Regions from separate parts of the Mus musculus genome. Here all the other regions are linked to region 5. The links are chromatin contacts, called in public HiChIP or PLAC-seq and promoter capture Hi-C maps. All regions are on one chromosome and are shown on one strand. Each heading gives the region's core, a stretch centred on a gene start, on an enhancer-like site or on the middle of the called end of the contact. The rest is flanking DNA. Distances are from core to core; before and after follow the strand shown. Region 1 holds the start of 4930578M01Rik (RIKEN cDNA 4930578M01 gene). Region 2 holds the start of Kmt2d (lysine (K)-specific methyltransferase 2D). Region 3 holds the start of Bcdin3d (BCDIN3 domain containing). Region 4 holds the start of Rarg (retinoic acid receptor, gamma). Region 5 holds the start of Csrnp2 (cysteine-serine-rich nuclear protein 2).

The links. Promoter capture Hi-C pulls out the DNA fragments that hold promoters and counts their contacts. HiChIP or PLAC-seq counts read pairs in DNA pulled down with a chosen protein or histone mark.
Region 1: a contact with region 5 is called in a promoter capture Hi-C map of liver, with 4 times the contacts expected there. The contact joins the promoter of 4930578M01Rik here to the promoter of Csrnp2 in region 5. A contact is called at or near these places in 3 of 39 promoter capture datasets (hippocampal neurons, liver and pre-B cells).
Region 2: a promoter capture Hi-C map of liver shows a contact between it and region 5, with 2.7 times the contacts expected there. The contact joins the promoter of Kmt2d here to the promoter of Csrnp2 in region 5. A contact is called at or near these places in 2 of 39 promoter capture datasets (liver and pre-B cells).
Region 3: an H3K27ac HiChIP or PLAC-seq map of embryonic stem cells shows a contact between it and region 5, with 7 times the contacts expected there. The contact joins the promoter of Bcdin3d here to the promoter of Csrnp2 in region 5. A contact is called at or near these places in 1 of 39 promoter capture datasets (pre-B cells) and 2 of 115 datasets of contacts at active chromatin or transcription factors (both in embryonic stem cells).
Region 4: a promoter capture Hi-C map of hippocampal neurons shows a contact between it and region 5, with 7 times the contacts expected there. The contact joins the promoter of Rarg here to the promoter of Csrnp2 in region 5. A contact is called at or near these places in 3 of 39 promoter capture datasets (hippocampal neurons, liver and pre-B cells).

What each region holds. Positions count from the first base shown.
Region 1 is chr15:98,984,598-98,988,309 of GRCm38.p6, reverse strand. 4930578M01Rik (RIKEN cDNA 4930578M01 gene) reads right to left here and starts at 2,345. Exons shown (of 4, transcript NR_045991.1): 1 at 2,224-2,345; 2 at 480-553; 3 at 165-333.
Region 2 is chr15:98,869,456-98,872,730 of GRCm38.p6, reverse strand. Kmt2d (lysine (K)-specific methyltransferase 2D) reads left to right here and starts at 1,526. Exons shown (of 55, transcript NM_001033276.3): 1 at 1,526-1,717.
Region 3 is chr15:99,472,217-99,476,062 of GRCm38.p6, reverse strand. Bcdin3d (BCDIN3 domain containing) reads left to right here and starts at 1,333. Exons shown (of 2, transcript NM_029236.2): 1 at 1,333-1,607. The coding sequence starts at 1,371.
Region 4 is chr15:102,255,228-102,258,851 of GRCm38.p6, reverse strand. It overlaps Rarg (retinoic acid receptor, gamma), which reads left to right and starts at 1,330. Exons shown (of 10, transcript NM_011244.4): 1 at 1,330-1,612; 2 at 2,313-2,382.
Region 5 is chr15:100,493,540-100,496,870 of GRCm38.p6, reverse strand. Csrnp2 (cysteine-serine-rich nuclear protein 2) reads left to right here and starts at 1,632. Exons shown (of 5, transcript NM_153407.2): 1 at 1,632-1,837.

The sequences.
Region 1 (3,712 bases), core at 1,096-3,595, 1.5 Mb after region 5:
GGCTTGGGCTGCCCTTCCCCCAGAGGCTCTTTCCTATATAATTCAGAGATTTTGGGCTCTCTTTCTCTCTCTCTCCCCCTCCCCTTTCCCCCTCTCCCTTTCTCCCTCCTTCTCTCCCCATGTTAACTCCCTTGGCCTCAGTGAGCTCGCCCTCATAAACTTGCCTTTAGTATAATATAATCTGGCTTGAATTGGCTCAGTCCGCAGGTAGCAGAGACTTAACCTCTCACACACCATCAGAGACATTTGTCTGCTAAGAAATTTCTTCAGTGTCAGGAGGCAAAGGCCAGGAATCAAGAATGCCAGGGCTACGCCAAGAAACGCTCTTGCAGGCTGAGGTTGGAGAGAAGGAGAAGGGAAGGAGGAGGAGAAATCTCGTCACCGTGAAAAGGGGCTTTCTTAGCAACACTCCCTTTTCACGCTACTTACTAGTTGGTTTTCTTAGAAAAGTAATCTGACTTGGGCATGGTGAGACATACCTGTCCCTAGCACTCTGGTGGCCAAAGGAGGAGGCTGTCATGTTCCAGGGCACCCTGGCTACAAGGTAAAAACCCTGTCAACAAAACAAGAAGAAAAAAATGTGTGTGTGCCTCCCCGAATTCAATCCCTAATGCCTCAAGTCCATAAATAACACACAAAACCAAAAGGATATTTTAACGTTGTCCCTTTAAAAGAAAAGCATTCCAAACTGCTCTTCTCTGAGCTAAGCCTGGAATTAAGGCGAAGGGGCTTGGCTCAGGCCTCGAGCCTTGTCACATTCCACAAACACTTGGCCCATCTGCTGTCTGACTGATTTTCAGACCAGAAGTCACATGTGGCTTCAGCTCTTGACAGCTGAAGTTGTCTTCTTGTGGAATTGGAATTTCAGTTTGGGACTGGTTGGGATGAGTTCACACACACACACCCTAAAATCAGGTTCTGTGGGTTAGAGAAAGCTCTCTGAGCCAGGAGGGATAGGCGGACATTTTAGAAACAACACAGGCTTATTTGTTGGAAACTGCCCCCAAATCAGGCTTGTTTCATGTCTAGTACTGCTCATTGCTCGTGTGTGTTTTGGTTCCTACTAAATTTCATCTGCCCGCTAAGTATCCGCTTGTATTGTGTTTAGAACAATGGAATATTTGTGTGCTTCTGTGAGAGCTACACAGCAGGAGACTGGCTGCCCGCAGCTGCCCCAGCCCTCAGACAGCCCTGAGACCAGCCTGGTTAGCCCTCCTGGAGACCCTTCAAAGGCTCCCTTTCACATTCGAGGCTCAGCTAGAACAAATAAGCAGATGTCACCGGCTTATCTTTACGTTTGTAAGTTTAAAAAAAAAAGTTGATAAAATTTTTCATAATATTTGAAAAAAATATTAATATTCACAAATTGTGAATATTCATAATTCTGCCTTGTGTTGGTTGATGGCAGCTACCCCTACAGTGGGCATTAGCAAAGCTTTTAATCTCGGGGTTCGAAGTTCCCAAAATATGTTACCTCATATTTTAAAGAACCTCGATTTAAAAATCATAAGCGCTTTTGGGGACAAGATCTGTTTTGCACTTCATATTTTCCACACATACGTCGAGGCTTTAGACATGCAGCAGATATCCATGGAGTTCATGAGTATTAGCTAGATGCTCTGGCACACGATGGTAATCCCAGCACTCAGGAGGCAGAAGCAGGAGGTTCAGGAGTTCAAAGACAGCTCCCACCCCCACCCCCACCCCCATCCTTGAAGGTCTCAAAAGAAATAAAGCAACTAAGAAAAGCATTAAAGAGACAGCGAATGTGAGCTCATGCCAAGTTTAGGCCACACCATCGGCACAGTACAATAACGCAACATCATTTACTCCAAAAATACCCTAAGTGCTTTCCAGTCATAGATTATCTCATTTAGAAACTCAGGCTGCGGGGCTGGAGAGATGGCTCAGCGGTTGAGAGCACTGACTGCTCTTCCAGAGGACCTGATTTCAAATCCCAGCAACCACATGGTGGCTCACAACCATCTGTAAAGGGACCTGGTGTTTCTGAAGACAGCTACAGTGTACTCATATAAATAAAATATATAAATTAAAAAAAGAAAGAAAGAAACTCAGGCCGCGTCACAGGTGCGGCTGTGAGGGTTAAAGGGGGCTGCACTTGGAAAAGACCAGATGTCACTATCACCCTTTTTTTTTTTTTTTTTGGTTTTTCTGTATAGCCCTGGCTATCACCCTATTTTATATGTGACAAAGCTCACTCACACAAGAAACACCGCTAATCAACAGTCTTCCCGGCTGGCATTCTCCAGTTTTGTTACTGTTGTTTCTGTTTTGTTTTGGACAGAGTCTCCCGGTGTGGGACAGACTGGCTTCTTCAGTCTCCCAAGGGTTTGGGTCACAGCTGTGCATCCCCGTGTCCATCCTCCGGGACTTTCCAGGCTACCAACCACACCCATAGCTCCATTCCTTAACCACCCTCCCTCGAGCCACAGTGACGTGCTTCCTCTGAAAGACCATCCCAGAAGTGAAAGCGCTCAGTACACCAGGTTTGCGATTCGTTCCCTGGGCTACCTCACTTCGTGTTTACAACATCGCCTTTGTGAGTCGGCCACTAATACCTCAGGTGTAAGGAATAAAGGACTGGAGAGTGGGGGTTAACCACCCGGAGGCAGGGGGCTAACGATAAACGGTGAGAACACAGCGCGCCTGCGCTGGGTCTCTGCGCTTACCGTGCTGCTATGGGCCGCCTGCTTCTCTAGTTCCTCTGTGTTGTTAGTAACACTCCAGTCAGCCATAACGCGTGTGCCTGTTTCAACCCGCCCCGTGAATACAAACCCAGTTAGATGTTGGCTTGTGCCATGAAGTCATTTCAAGAGCTGAGTGAAAACAAGGGAAAGGTTCTGATGCTAGCCGCATCAGCTGGGAGGAAGAGGCAGAAACGTTTAAAAGGAGCTCCACAGGGCACAGAGAGGAAAAGGACAGACAAGTCAAACAGAAAATACAGCATGGCGCGGTTCCTGTTTCTAAAAGTCACACAAAACAAATGACACACTTATACACATACATCCGTGAAGACCGAAGGAGAAATGTTGGTAACATTGGCTCTCTGGACCGGGGCCTGGCTTAAAGTGACAGAGTAGTGACATTTTATAAGATAGTTTATTAACATAATGGGTATGTAAGAGAAAGAAGAACTGGGCGGGGGCAGAGACGTTGTCAGAAAATAAAAGATCAGAATAAATAAATCTAATAAACATTTAAAAAAAAGAAAAAGAAAATAAAAGATTACCCCCTTGCTGTAAAGGTTGTGGCAGGAACACACTAGGCTAAAGCCACTGGTCTGTGTCCATAGAGACAGACAGATGTCGGCTTAACCTCTCATCGTGAATTCGATGGTTTTCAATATTTAATATTTCTTACTTCTACCAAAAAGGTTCTCACATTGTGGCTCTCGGAACTGGACCAGCCTGGGCGGGGGAGGGGAGGTATCGGCTGTGTTTCTTTGTGTTGTTGGACTAATTTCCTTATCTACCAAGAGGAGAGGCTAGAAAGAGACAGGCTCCAGAGAGTGGTGTGAGGATTAAATGAGAGAATAAATGGACAATAACTCAGGCCACAGGGACATGTGGGCCCCAGCCCTCCCACTTCACCTGATCTCTAACTTTATCTTTAAGATAATTAAATGTCCCTCTCTGAGAACTTTTGTTGTTCATTACTAATGGCCTACATCAACGCCAAATTAAACGAATAA
Region 2 (3,275 bases), core at 277-2,776, 1.6 Mb after region 5:
TGTTTTGGTCGGGAAGTGGTTGTTTGGGGATCGCGAGGACACCGACAATACTTCTACTCCAAAGGGTCTTGGAGTTAGAAGACCTGAGAGTCGTCCAGCTTTCTTCCGGCCCCCAAACGTGGCAAGAACCCACCCTTTGCAGCGCCAGGCACGGTGCCTCACTTTCTCCATTTGCGGACTCCAGTTCCCAGGATGCAGAGCTGCGGCCAATCTCCAGGCTCTCTTTTCACCCCCCACCCCCCCTTGGCAAAGATTGTCCCCCAGCCAAAGAAAGGAGTTCCAAGGGTCAGTGACTTTAGGGAACAGAATTAAAAAGTGGCCAGAATCCTAGCTTTACCACCCAGAAGGTAAAGGAGGCAGCTCCTGGGCCGTGGCGAAGAAGAGGGGGGCTTTATTCCCACGTGTCTGCCCGGCGGCCAGCCTGGCGCAGTCGGGGTTAATCTGCAGCGGAGGGATCCCGGAGCGTGTGCGTAGAACTGCAGAGTCACAGCCTTTCCTCCAAGAGGGCTGTACCCCTCCGCCGCCCCGCTCCAACACAAAATAGGGCCTCCTCTTCTCCTTTCTCCCCTTCTCGAGTGGGGTTCCCCAGGCAAAAGGGCCCCCTGGATCTCGCGCCGGACGCTCCACGAGTCTCTACGATCGCTGCCCAGCTCCAAGGCGAGGAAAGAGCCTCTTCGCAGGAACCACCCTACCGGCCGAGCAGGAGGCGGAGGGGGGAGGCGGAGCGGCGCCGCGCTGCACTACTTTCCTCTCCGGTTGCAAATGGCTGCCTCGTTCCCCACTTTCCGCTCAGTTTCCTGACCCCCCGGCGCCGGGAGCCGGGGTTGGACCATGCACCTCTAGACCCCCCGCGATCAGTGCCTGCCGGGGGTCTAGGGGGTGCCGCTGACCACAGGCGGCCAGGCCGGGGGCGGGGCAGCTCCCGAGGCCAGAGGGGAAGGGAGGCGAGCGCTGGGCCTGGAGCGGCCGGAGGGGAGCGGGCAGAGGGCTCGCACCGCCCGCCCCTTCCTCTTCCTCGCCCACCAACCCTCCTCCCTTCCCCGGGGGGAGCAGAAGGTGGGGGGCTCGAAGCCGCCGAGGGGGGACGCTCGGGGTCGCGGAGCCCGGCGCTGGGTGTGTGTCAGGTTCGGCCCCGCCGGCTCCGCGTCGCCGTAGCTCGCGCGGCCCCGGGGCGCCGGCCCGGCGGGGAGAGGGGCTCGGCGCGGCTGCGAGGGGCTCACGTTCCATCCGGGCCCGGCGCGCGGCGCGGCGCGGCGCGGCATTCCTTCCGGGCTGCTGGGGAGGCGCCTCGACGTTCCATCTGGAGAGCCTCGACGTTCCGCCCGAGCCCGGCGCGGGCGGCCGGGGCGCTGGCCGGGCCCTAGGACTGAGAGGCCGCCCCGCGACGCGGATGCGGAGCCTGCTCGCCCAAGATCAAAGCCACCGGTGCTCTCTTTGTGTCCGCTCGGGATTCGCCGCCCTGGGGCTGTTCATGGAAACCTAAACTGCTGGAACCTGAGGCAGAGAACCCCTGTTGGATTTTTGCTTTTTTTTTTTTTTTTTTTTTTAAACCCCCGGGGGAAGGGTGACCACTCCGACCTGGATTTACCGTTCTTGGTCTCCCTAAGCCCCCCCGAGTGGGGGGCGGCTGTGCTCGCTCTGGCGGTTGGAGGTCGGGGAGCGGCCCGGGCTCTGGCCATGTTCTCGGATGAGGATTTCTGGATCGCCCTGTGAAGAGGTGAGTGAAGTCCGCCCGGCCTGGGCCCAGAAAGGGTTGGACTAGGGGCACAGCCAGATGGACTATCTTGGCCGGTGGCTGGCCTTTAGGTTGGAGAAAGGGGTGCCAGAGCTGGGGAGGGTTCCTTTGGCAGGGTCTGTCAAGGGAATCTGAGCCAGTTGCCACGGCAGAACCGAGGCCTGGTTTCTTGGGGTGTGCCTCTTTAAAGATTGGGGGTTCAGGGAACTACAGGAGTTTGGGAACATGTCCAGATAGCCTCTCTGCCTGTTTATTTTTGTGTTGAGGGAGTTCGACCAAACTAGGACCCAGGCCCTGATGCCAACACCAATCCCAGGCTGTTGTCCCCCACCCCCACCCCCAGGGTTCCTTGGGACAGAGCAACTTGGTGGGGGGATGCCACTGCCAGGTCCCACATACTGCCAGATTGGACTTTAATGTTGTTCCTACCTACCTGGGCACCCAAAACAATCCGTGGGAAACTCAAGGAGCCCTGAGTCCTTCACCCGGGAGGTGGGGGGGGGGGGGGAGGGTGGGTGGAAACTGGTGCGATGAAGAGGGGAGCTGGGGCATGAAGGAGGTGGGGCTGGGGCAGCTCTGCCCCTGCTGTTCAACTTAACTACTCTGCCTGGCAAAGTGACCCCAGCAAGGCCTAGTGGTGTCTTAGCCTGCTTCGTTTCCCCTCCTCTTGGGATGGACATAATCTCCGGGGGATTATAGAGGAGGCCGTTGAGATCTGTTCTCTACGAATGTGGGCTGCAAAAAAATGGCTTTTGTCTCTTGCTTTCTCTGGGCCTAGTGTAGAGTTAGCTGCCCATGAGTCCCTGGCCAATCCTGAAAGCCCCCGCCAGATCTCTACAATGCTTTTCTGGCTACGGAATGGTAAATAGTTCTCAGGTGCTGCCCCGGCTCTGCAGAGTAGGCTAGCTTGTGCCTCTTTGATGGAGAAATGACTTTATTTGTGCTCTTTTCTGCTGGAAGCCAGTGTTTCCAGCCCTGGTAGGAGGTGCTGGGGAGAAGGGGTGTGTATCTACAGCAGGAAGGGTGCAGCATGAGCCTCCCGCCTCAGCCTCTGGGCCCCGGGCTGGGGACAGCCTCTCTCACACCTGTCATGTTGCCCAGCAGGGATTTGGCTAGTGCATTTTGCGCCCTCATTCCACCCCCTCCAAAATACATTTGCTAGGTCTCCTTGAGTATTGTCTCAGAAAGGGGAAAGCAGGGGGTTTGCCCTTGAAAGCTTTCTGAGAGTTGGCATAGGGGTGCGGGGTAAAGTGAGCTGTCATCTATGGTCTCTGCCTCTCTTGTCTGCTCTTAGATAGCATCCTTAGGTGAGACTGTACCTTGTTAGCTCTGGCTGATCCCCTAGGCTACCCAGGGACAATGTGTTACCATTTGGATCCTTCCTAGAGGGCTGACTGAAAATGGGGGAGGAGAGAGGTGTGGTTTGATTCTCTAGCTGGGAACCAGGAAGTCCTGAGTCCCACTGAAGAGCTGTTCACTCAAGGGCTCCAGCCTTTCACCCCTCCAAGCCTCCATTTCCTCCCTTGCAGAGAAAATGGAG
Region 3 (3,846 bases), core at 84-2,583, 1.0 Mb after region 5:
AAATGGCCCCCATAGGCTCATATGTCTGAATAGTCACCAGAGGGTGGGACTCTTTGAAAGGATTAGGAGGTGTGGCCTTGTAGGAGGAAGTTTGTCACCTGAGGTGGGTTTTGAGGTTTCAGAAGCCCAGGCTAAGCCTGGACTCTCTTTTTGCCTATGGATCAGGGTCTAGCTCTCAGCTACTGCTTCCCACCATGATGATAATGGACTAAACCTCTGAAACTGTAGCAAGCCTCCAATTATTTTTTTAATGAGTTGCCATGGTTACCTGTCTCTCCACAGCAATAGAACAGAGACTAAGGGAGGCTGACTCCTCAGTCTCTCTCCTCACCAGCTTTCCCCACCCCAGACCACATTTAAAAAGCTTTTAAAGTATTACTATTTCCTAGCGTGTGTACACGTGTGTAGAGTCCAGAGGCGGATGGCAGGCATCTTCTTCGATCATTTCCCACCTTATCTTTTGAGACAGAATCTCTCAGTGGGCCTGGAGCACACACCAACGCAGCTAGGCTGGCTAGCCGGCAAACTTCAGAGATCTGCTAGTCTGGGATTACAGGCATACACCATTACACCCTGCTTTTTATGTGGGTGTTTGGGATCCGAACTCAGGTCCACGAGCTTACCCAGCAAGCATTTCCTGATTGAACCATTTTTACAGAGTTCGGCCCACTTTTGGTCTTAAGTTTATCTCAACACATCTCTTTCAATTTAACTCTGTTCTCCCATTTTCTTTCTTCCCCCAAACAGATACGGCTTAGTCACTTGCATCTTGTACAGTTTTCATTCAACAAGTATTTACTGAACAACCGTGCGCCAGGATTTATGATAAATATAGGAGGTTCACAGCTGAAAAGTATCAATGTAGCAACTCCATCCTCTGGAATGAAGTCTATAGTTACTATGTCTGTCGGTCCCCTTGTGGCACCTTAAGTGTTCTAGAGCTTCCAGCTACGTTTTCTAAACCAGGCTCAAGTTCCTGTGTCAGTGCATTGTTGTGTGACCCCGTCACAGGCCCCACACACACACATACTCCCCAGACAAGGAATCCCCCTTCCTTACAGCTCACTTTGTGTATCTGAAAAGAAAGAAACTTGGACCAACTTCACTTTCAAGACCCCCACAAACTCCTTGCTTTGGTCAGTGGCCCAAGGTTCAACTCAAGTTGGGCAAGTCCGTTAAGTAAGAGGGGACGATCACGGCCTCCAATAGGATACCGAAAGCCCCGACTAGGCACTGGGGTCTTCTCACCTACCTAAACTCACCTTCTTTCAGACCTCTACCCTAGGCGCATGCGCGCTGGCGCTGCGCTCGCCCCCTCCCTCCGCGGGCTCCAGACTTCCGGTTCCGCCCCAACCGAGGGACAGAGCGTGATGGCCGCAGACGGGACATTGTCAAGAGGGGGCGTTGGAGAGGCTGTGGAGGAAGAGCATCCGGGGGCTCTGGAACCCGGGGCCGCCCCGTTCGGAAATTTCCCTCATTATTCCCGCTTCCACCCTCCCGAGCAAAGGCTCCGCCTTCTGCCCCCGGAGCTTCTTCGGCAGCTCTTCCCTCCCGAGGGTCCCGAGAAGAGGCCGATCCTAGGGCTCGACGTGGGGTGTAACTCCGGGGTGAGTGACGCGGCAGGGATCGGAGCGCCGGGAGCCCAGCGATGGTCAGCCTCCGCGTCCTCCGTGGTGCTGGCCTGGGCGTGGCATCAAAACTCAAAGCCCAGAGTGGGCTTTTAAAGTATAGCCTTGACAGACACGTGCACGTCCCAGCCCTCCCTTTGGGGCCCCACGGCCGAGTGAGGAATTTTGAGCAATCCACAACTCATTCCAAAAATTCCCGCCAGACCGCTGGGGAGGAGGACCGTCTGATCTGGACTTCCGGCGTTTGCCTCCTCTCTTGCTTTGCTGGTCTTCTTGGCTGGGGAACGGGGATCCCCTTCCCTTCCCCCCCCCAAAAAATCTGGGAATCCTGATTCCTAAAAGATAAGAGCCAGGGTGACGTAATCACGGCTGAAACTTAAGGCTGTAGATATACAGTGCAAGACAGACCTGGAGCCAGATCCTTATTTACTTGTGCTAACAGAGTACAACGGTGAACAGTAGAGAGGGATCAAGAAAGAAAATAGATCATCCGGCCAGAGGAGGAAGCCTTAACCACCTTTCCCACCGCAGAGTGTTTTCAGACATGTAATGATTAGAGTCAAACCGCAGCAAAAATAAGGAAATAACAGTCTCGCCTATTTGTAGCTAGTTAGTGGATGTCCCAGTGAAGCGGGCAGTTTTATCCAACATTACAAATGGTTAGGACCCTCCGCCATTCGCTCCACATTCCATCACCAGAGTCCAGGGATAGACCTTTTGCCCACGTGTAATTCTAGCTCTCAGAAGACAAGCATTCCCACAAGTCTGAAGCTAGCCTAGGCTACTAAGACCATGTTTCCAAAAACGACAAAAAAGAGACATTGGTGGGTGGTGAAGACCTTTGAGGGTCTCAGTTGAGGAGAGCTTTTGGTTATAGACTACAGTAACCAGCTGGGTGTGTGTCCCTGTAAACGTGTCACCGTGGTATAGGAAACCAGCAGAAAAACAGAAAAGAAAAACATTTTTAAAAAAAAGATTTTAAAATTGTAAACAGTATATACAGAGCCACAGTAGAAAGGACACGGTTGCAATTGACTAAGGCAGTTGTTCTCAAGTTTACTTTTGAACATTTATTTATTTACGCATTTATCCACTCATTTTTGTTTTACACAAGTTCTCTCTGCCCTCAATATGGAGACCATGCCGGCCTCAAAAACAGAGTCCGATAGGAGGGAAGCAAATCAGGGTAGGAGGAAATTTAGTGGCGTGGTGTGGGTCCTTGTGCCTTCAACTGTGACTTTGAACAAAGTTAGTGTGACTGTGCAGTTTGTTAGACACACAGAATCTCAGCCTACCCCACCCCCACCCCCGTCTACTTAGCCAGCATCTGTATTTTAAGATGACCCCGGAGGTAACTTGTGTATTGTTAAGTTAGAAGGGGTTCTAGGAACTCAGCTCCATTCTTCAGAGCGCTGTTCTTTCAGAGGACCTAAGTTCCATTCCCAGCATCCTTGAGGGCAGCTCACAACCACCTGGAACTCTAATTTCAGCAGAGCAGAAGTCCTCTTCTGGCCCCTCTGGGCATCCGTACACATATTAGCATGTGTAAGCACTAAGACTCATGCATACACATACAAAAGATAATTTTTAAAAATAGTTAGAAAAGCCTGGTTTGAATAAAAGGAACTTTATGTAGCCGAAGTCTTATTATTAGTGTCCATGTGACTTTAGCTAACTAAGTAAATAACCTTGATCCATAATTTTTAAAATGTGGAGTTTAATGTGAATTATTCCATACTTTCATGAAAGTACATAAAACATAAGTCTGTACTGTACAAGTTATAAGGCAAACACCGTTGTGATCACTCTCATCGTCAGCCCCCAAAAACCTTTATATGTCGTTTCCTATTTTAAAAGCCCCTTTCACCCACAGGCAACAGTTAGCCTGTTATTGTCTTGCTTTTGTTTATATAATTCTCATTTTCTTTTTAAATTTATTTTTAAATTTATTTTTTAAATTTATTTTTATTTTTTTAAATCTTACTCATTTTCTAACCCTAAACAATATGGTTTAATTTTCCCACTTTGGGATTTTGTATAAAGGAAAACTTGTCTGACAGTAATACCAGCATTTGGGAGGCTGAAGCTGGGAGATCCCAAACTGTTAAGAGACCAGTCTGGTCTACATAGACTTATTTAAAAAACAAAAACAAAAAACAAAAAAGGAGGAAACTTGCCATCTACTTGATTTTCCTCTTCAGCAGTATGTCTTTGAAAG
Region 4 (3,624 bases), core at 81-2,580, 1.8 Mb before region 5:
GGAGCGAAAGGCAGAGTTTCGTCTGTGCTCCCCCCCTTCCTCCCCCACAACGTCTCTGGTCTCTTGGGATTGCCACAGCAAGCCTCTCTTTCCCCTTCTCCTTTAGCTGATAATGGCTACCCAGAAAAGCCTTTCCCAGGAGGGGGATGCCTGGCCCCTAGGGTGACAGCAAGACCAGAGCTGAGTAATTCCAAAGTGGAAAATGTGATGTGATTCAGGGGCCCATTCCCCAGGTGCTGGCCACTCTGGGAGCGTTGCTGAGGATGGTCCTTTGGGCTAGTGCCTGGCCCAGCCCGTCCAATGAGCTTTCTCCTCTTCTGGAGTCGTGACCATCCCTGTGAGAGTGCATAGGACTTCACTTTTCTCTGGCTCTGTGCTCTGTGGTATAAAGTCAAACTATTGGCTTCCCTCTCTAGGTTCGAGAGCCTTTCAGCCTCGGTTTGTTTGGAGACAGAGAATATCCCTATTAGACACAGACTTTGGGCTTCTAGAGACCCAGCGTCAACAACATTCGTGGCGCATCTACCAGGCAGCCAGGCAGGCCTCGCTGGCTGAGCCAGACACACACCCTCGCCTGGGCTTTCTCCCTCACACCCAGCGCAAGGCTCCTCCCATCCCCCCTCCTCCCTAAAGTTCTTTCAGCCCTCCTCCCAGCCAGCCTCTCCCCCTCTAAATCCAAGTCTAAAGGTGGGGACGATATTGGCAGCGAGAGACCCACGCGCTTTAACTCCTGGAGTCAACTTCAGGCAGAATGAGAGGGAGGAAGCCTGTGAACCCAATTCGTAGCACCTTCATCGTAACCCCCACTAGTTAAACCAGTTTGCTCCTAGGCCATAGGACAGAGAAGGCCAGAGGAAGGGATACTGCTTTGACCTGCAGGTGGAGGTTAACTAAGAAAAGGGGACAGTGCCTTCTCCTCTGGTATACTCCTGCCCCATCACTCCACGTCTTGGCAGTGTCCAAGTCTCTCACTGCCTACCCTGGGAGGTACCAGAGACCGGCCTGGCAGAATACAGCGTGGCTAAAGACAACTCAGTCTCCCCAAATGGCTGGAAGGGGGATAGCGCCAGAGAGAAAGGGTTGGCATCATGGAGCCCAGGACACTGACCTCTGCCAGCTCTGCCCGGCCTCCCGGGGATGGAGCCACGGAAGCCTAGCAAATGGGAGGGGCAGAGACCCAGGCGTCCTGGGCCGCCCCGCCCAGTCCTCCCCCCCCCCAGCCACCACCCCCCCCAGCCCCAGGGCACCGAGGAGGGAGCCGGGCAGGGGCAGGCGGCAGGGGAGGGAGGAGCGAGGGCGGGAGGAGGAGGAGGGAGCCAGGCAGGGAGGGAGGTGGGGGGGGTAGGGAGGGAGAAAAAGAAAGAAAATATTTTCCGTGTCCCCGCCTGCGGAGTCAGTGTGCGGTTTGGGAGAAAATGTGTCGGATATTTTGGGGCGGTCACGTGGGCGGGCGGGCTCCGAGAGGCCCCGGGATTGTCCCAGCCTAGAGCCGTGCCCCCCTGAAGCCCCCCATTACCGCGAGTCACTAACACCGCGGTGCTCCATCCCCGAGACCGCCCGACGCCGGGACCTCGGGGCTCTGCGGCCTTCCTTCCCCCGCCCTCCCCTCCAGGTGAGTCAGGCGGGGAAGCCGGCTCGCCCGCCTGGCCGCCCTCCGGCCGCGGACGCCGGGGCTCCTCTGCTGAAATGAGCCAGGGGCGGGGGCGTCGGGAGCCTTGGGGTCCTTTCCCTCCGGGGGTGGCCAAGCTGTTAGCCGAGCTTATGCGGAGGCTTCCTGCCCCAAGTTGGGGTCAGTCGTGACCCGGGAAGAGAAAGGGGAGATTTTTTTTTAGACAGACTGAGGATGGGCCGGGTTGTCTGCCCTTGATTTTGGTGAGTATTGAAGGAGAGCATTTAGGAAAGTCTTGGGCAAGCGAACCAATGTTCCTGTACTCGGAATGTCAGAGAAGACGGGTTTTCCTCCTCTGGGAAAGGATGGCATTCTTCCACCGGAGTGGGGCGGGGGCATACTGAAGGGTGGATCTGATGGTCCAAGTACCCTTTCTCCAGTGGATTGGCAGGGCTCTGTATGGGGACTAGGAAAGCTCTAGCAAGTGTCTAGGTGGGTAAAGTGGTCTGTGGAGTTTGGACTGCAGAACCTGGATTCTCTCTGATCTATCCCTTACTGCACAAGTGAGCCAATGAAGGGGAGCTCTTTTAGAATATTCTCAAGGGGAGGCCCCAGTGGAACAAAGCTAGAGTTATAACGCCCGGACAGGTTCAGGAGAGCCCCTGTCCTGGAGTGCCACTGACAGCGCCTCTTTCCTTTCCAGCAGTTTCCACCAGGTCCCTCACCTCAGCCTGGCCCAGTATGTAGGAGGGACTCTCTGCAGAGGCCAGAGGGTAAGAATATGCTTAGTTGGTGGTCATGGGGATGGGGCAGCAGGGATGTCTGTCTCGGGGAGGGAACTCAAGGACAAAATGCTCAAATAATTCCCTCTTGTAGGGCTTAAACCCGGGGCAGTTGGGATCCTACTCCTCAAATTTGAGGCTTCTGCCCTTATGGTTATTCTTCGGGTACTGAGTTAGGGTTTGAGGACCACAGCCATTGTCAGTAAGGATACTTAGAGGGGGTCAAGGGGAGTGTGTGTCCAGGGTGCTCGGAGCTTGGTTATCCCAACACACACACACACACACACACACACACACACACACACACACACACACAGTGGCTTAGAACTGGTAGGCAGCATAGGACACGCCCCCCCAACCCCGGGGCACACCCCCACCTCTGGCTCAGAAAGCCACCTAACTGGCACCTCCAGTTCCCCCCTCGGCCCCACCCTGCCCGTGCCCTCTGATGCCCACACACATTCCACTGGCATTGCCTGCCTGCCTCCTGGGTACTGCCCCTCCCTGGGGCCAGTGGGGTAGAGGGAGGGCACCTGAGGATTCAAGGTGGAGAATCAAGGGTCTAGACTCCCCCAACAACGGCACGGAGCCAGGGAAGCTGGGTCCACTGCTGTCTCCTGGAGAACAGGCTTGGGGCTCAGGATAGGGCAGAGGATGCCTGGGTTCTCCTCCCATTCTGGAGATGGGGTCATGGAAAAAGGTGGTCGTGTTTATACAGAGGGGAGGGGGGCAGCGGGTGGAGAGCAACTGACAAGAGCGGCTTTGTTCCAGGCTCTGGAGCGGGCAGGGCAGCAGGGAGACGCCCCCCTTCCATCCGGCAGCCCCCTTCATCCATGCCCTCCCCTCAACTCCACCTCATCTCTAAGAGAAGCTTTGTAAGAACCCTTTCCCCAAGTCAGTTGCCCGCCTTCTAAGCCGCACCATCTGAAGTGGCATCTTGGGAAGAGGGGAGCGTTCTCCTTCTTCTGCAGGTCCCACAAAGAACCTAGACAGTTAAGGCCTCATTTAGGATTTCCTTTGACTCCCGCACTGTTGTCTTACTCTCTTCTACCTGGAACTGAAGTGCGCCCCCTTCCCAGAGAGACCAGACTTAGGAGACAGGAATCTGTTATCTTCTTCACCTCTAAGTCTCCCCTCCCAGGTAGTTGAGGAGGAAGGCCAGGGAGAGTTGTCCTTTGCTTACAATGTCCTTGGTGAGGACCAGGAGCCTGAACACCCCTTCCCCTCCACCTC
Region 5 (3,331 bases), core at 383-2,882:
CTTCAGCAGATAGATGATCGGTGCACGAAATCCTAAAGACACTTTTTCATGGTCTGCTGTTTCTCCCTTTGTGGTGTTGTCTCTGTTGTCACATAATGAAGAAAACTGGAATTCATAGCACTTTTTCAAAGCCGCTCAGTGTCTCAGCTCCAAAGGTGAGAGAACATTGTAGCCAGTCGCGCTGGCTTTATATTTTCCTGGTCATATGCAAAAATGTACTGGGATTTAGAACTTATGGCGCTTTTTTCATGAAAAGATTTGAATAGCACACACACACACACACACACACACACACACACCCTACATAAAGTTTAATCCTGTCGTGCATCCACCTAGCCAATAAATACTCACTGTGCTCCTAAATGTCAAATAACCAGATTTTAAAAACCTGGTATTGAGAATACAATAAATAAACAACTCTTCAATTCAAGTTCCATGGAATCCAGTCAAGACAGAAGACTAAAAAACAACAAATACAAGTGGTAGTGATGCCAAGGAAATAAAGAGACCAAAAGAAGCAGTTATTTCAAATCATGGCTCTCATTCCAGTACTTAAGAAGCTAAAGCAGGCTTTTAAAATGGGAGGCAGGCAGATCTTGGGGTTCAAGGCCAGCCTGGTCTACAGAGGGAGTTCCAGGACAGCCAACGCCACAGAGAAACCCTGTCTCAAATAAACAAATTCAAAACCATCTTGAGCTAAAAAGACCCTGTTCAAAACCAAACGGTGTGTGTGTGTGTGTGTGTGTGTGTGTGTGTGTATGTGTGTGTGTGTGTAATGTATTACCTCTCTAATATGAAGACCTGAATAGTTACTAACTGAACCAACGTATGGCTGGTTGGCATAAGATTGTAAAGGTAAGCCGGGCGTGGTGGCACACGCCTTTAATCCCAGCACTTGGGAGGCAGAGGCAGGCAGATTTCTGAGTTTGAGGCCAGCCTTGTCTACAAAGTGAGTTCCAGGACAGCCAGAGCTATAACTTTTTGGTCCATATTTTGCCCACTTTAAAGATGAACTGCAAAACTGTGATTATCAGAGACAATAATTAAAAAAAGAAAAGAAAAGAAAAATTTAAGAATGTGAAGAAATCAGCCCGTATAGTGGCGCACGCCGTTATCCAGCATTCAGGACGCAGAGGCAGGTGGATCTCTTCAGTTCGAGGCCAGCCTGGAATAGTGTGAGTTCCAGGGCAGCCAGAGCCATGTAGAGAGACCCCGTTTGGGGTGGGAAAAATGTTGAAATCGATCCATCATATAAATAGATAGGTCATTGCTCATAATTTCTCTTATAAATTAGGCCAGCTGCAGCAAGTCATATGGGACAACCCCGTGAGAATCACGTTCCCCAGGCATGGGGTGAGGTTCTGGTGCGAGGAAGTGTAGCCGAGGATCCGCAGCCTCCCGCTTCAAGGCGGGCAACTGCCCTACAGGCGCTCTCCGGGGTCCGCCGCGAATGTTCCAGGGTGGGCGAGGGCTTTTGGGCACTGGCCGCCTCCAACTCCCGGCATGCCTTGGGTGTGGGCCAAGTGTAGACTCCATTTCCCAGGCTGCCCCGGGCCTCGGCCGCGACGCGCCGGCGCCTATAAGAGGCAGAGCGCTGCAGCCGGAGCCTATTGTTAGCCGGAGCCGGGACGGTTCTGGTCTTCGCTGCCCGGGGAGCCAGAGTGCAGAGCCGCCCGACCCCCGCCGCCTGCCGGCCGGCCCACACACCCTGCAGCCCCGAGAGCCACGCGACGGGCCTGGGAGCCGGCACGCCTCGGTCTCCCCTCCTTGCACACGGGCTGAGTAGGCAGCGGGGGCGGCGGAGACCGTGACGGGAGAAGCGGCTGCGGCGGGGCCGGTAATGGGCCTGGGGTGCGGGGAGGAGGGGTCCGCCTCGTCCTTGCCTGGCAGCAGTTCTCGGGCAGCCGTGGAGCAGCGCTCCGGCGCCGAGCTGTGCGGACTAAGGAGGCGGGGGGCGGGGAGCCGAGGCGCCTCTGGGAAGAGGCGTGAGAGCTAGGGGCGCCGGGGACGCGGGTCGGGCTGCAGGCTAGCTCGAGGGATGGATGGGCGGCTTGGAAGCCGGCTGGATTGCGGCTGACGGCTGAGTTCGGAATGGAGTGGGCAGTGATGTAGGATGGAGGGAAGTGAAGGAAGGGGAGGGGGCCTGGAGGAAAATGTGGGAGGAGTGGTTGGGAATTTGTGAGTAGCAGGCAGGAGGATGTGGAAGGCTGTGGGGACTGCAGAAGATGGAAATGAGCGGGAAGGTTAGCGGGAATCCATGGGTTGAGAGCGGAAGGGTTCTTCAGCGGTGCTGAGGGGAACTGGTGACTTGGCATGTCCCTTCTGCTCTGATTCCCGATGTCTCCCATTTTTTCTGGCGTTGTGTGCAAAAATGAGAGCATCACTTGTCCCGGGTGCTAGCTTGATCCTTTTCGCAGGCCTAAACACGCAGCCGCCTGCCATCCATCCTTTGAGTGCTATGGTCTTGATTCACCCTTTTAGAAGGGTTGAGAGTGACAGTGTGACACAGAAACCATTCTTCAGTATGAAAGGTTAGAAGTTATCCCCAAGAGATGACACTGTTCCCCGTGTCCTCCAGTTTTCGTGGTTAGAACCCCAGCCGATTCACATTCTCCTTTTCTTTGGTGGCTTTAAATTTTACAGATATCCAAAACCAGGGTGTTGGTGTGTGGGAGAGTTATAAATGGCGATATCCTTCCGAGGAGAGTTAATGCGGCATCATGTTCCAGGTCTCTCACAAAGCTCTGTGTCTTCTAGGATGTGGCTTTAATGTAGGAAGCCGAATTCTAACCTAAACGGGGACAACCTGGGGAGTAGAGGAGGGAAGGGGCCTTCTTTAAATACCTAGCTTAAGGAGGAGGTTTACACCGAGTGTCTTCCCACTTCCACGATCTTGGGGATCGCAAGGACACGTAGAGCCATAAGATAGTATTTGCGAATCACCCACAGTATCTTAGAAAGGGGGAACAAGGTAGGGCATCGTACTCAAGTGTTACAGTGTTGCGGTATAACAGGAGCCTCGCTGCCCCAGAGTGTCTGGTAGTCTTCACAGTCCTATAAGAGGTTCCTTGACCTTTGGCAGAATATTGGGTTTGAGTTGGGTGGAAAGATTGTCCCCTGTGTTAGGGTTTTGGAGTCATTTAGGAAAAAGATTCACATTACCCAAGCTTTACAAGAATTCTCTGTGTCCAGAGTTTCCCCTGAACTGTGTTTGTTGTTGATGATTTTGGGGTCAGTGCTCCTCTGCATAGCACTGTCTGTCTTGGAATCCACTGTGTAGCCCTGGCTGGCCTGGAACTCACAGAGATTCACCTGACTCTGTCTCCTTAGT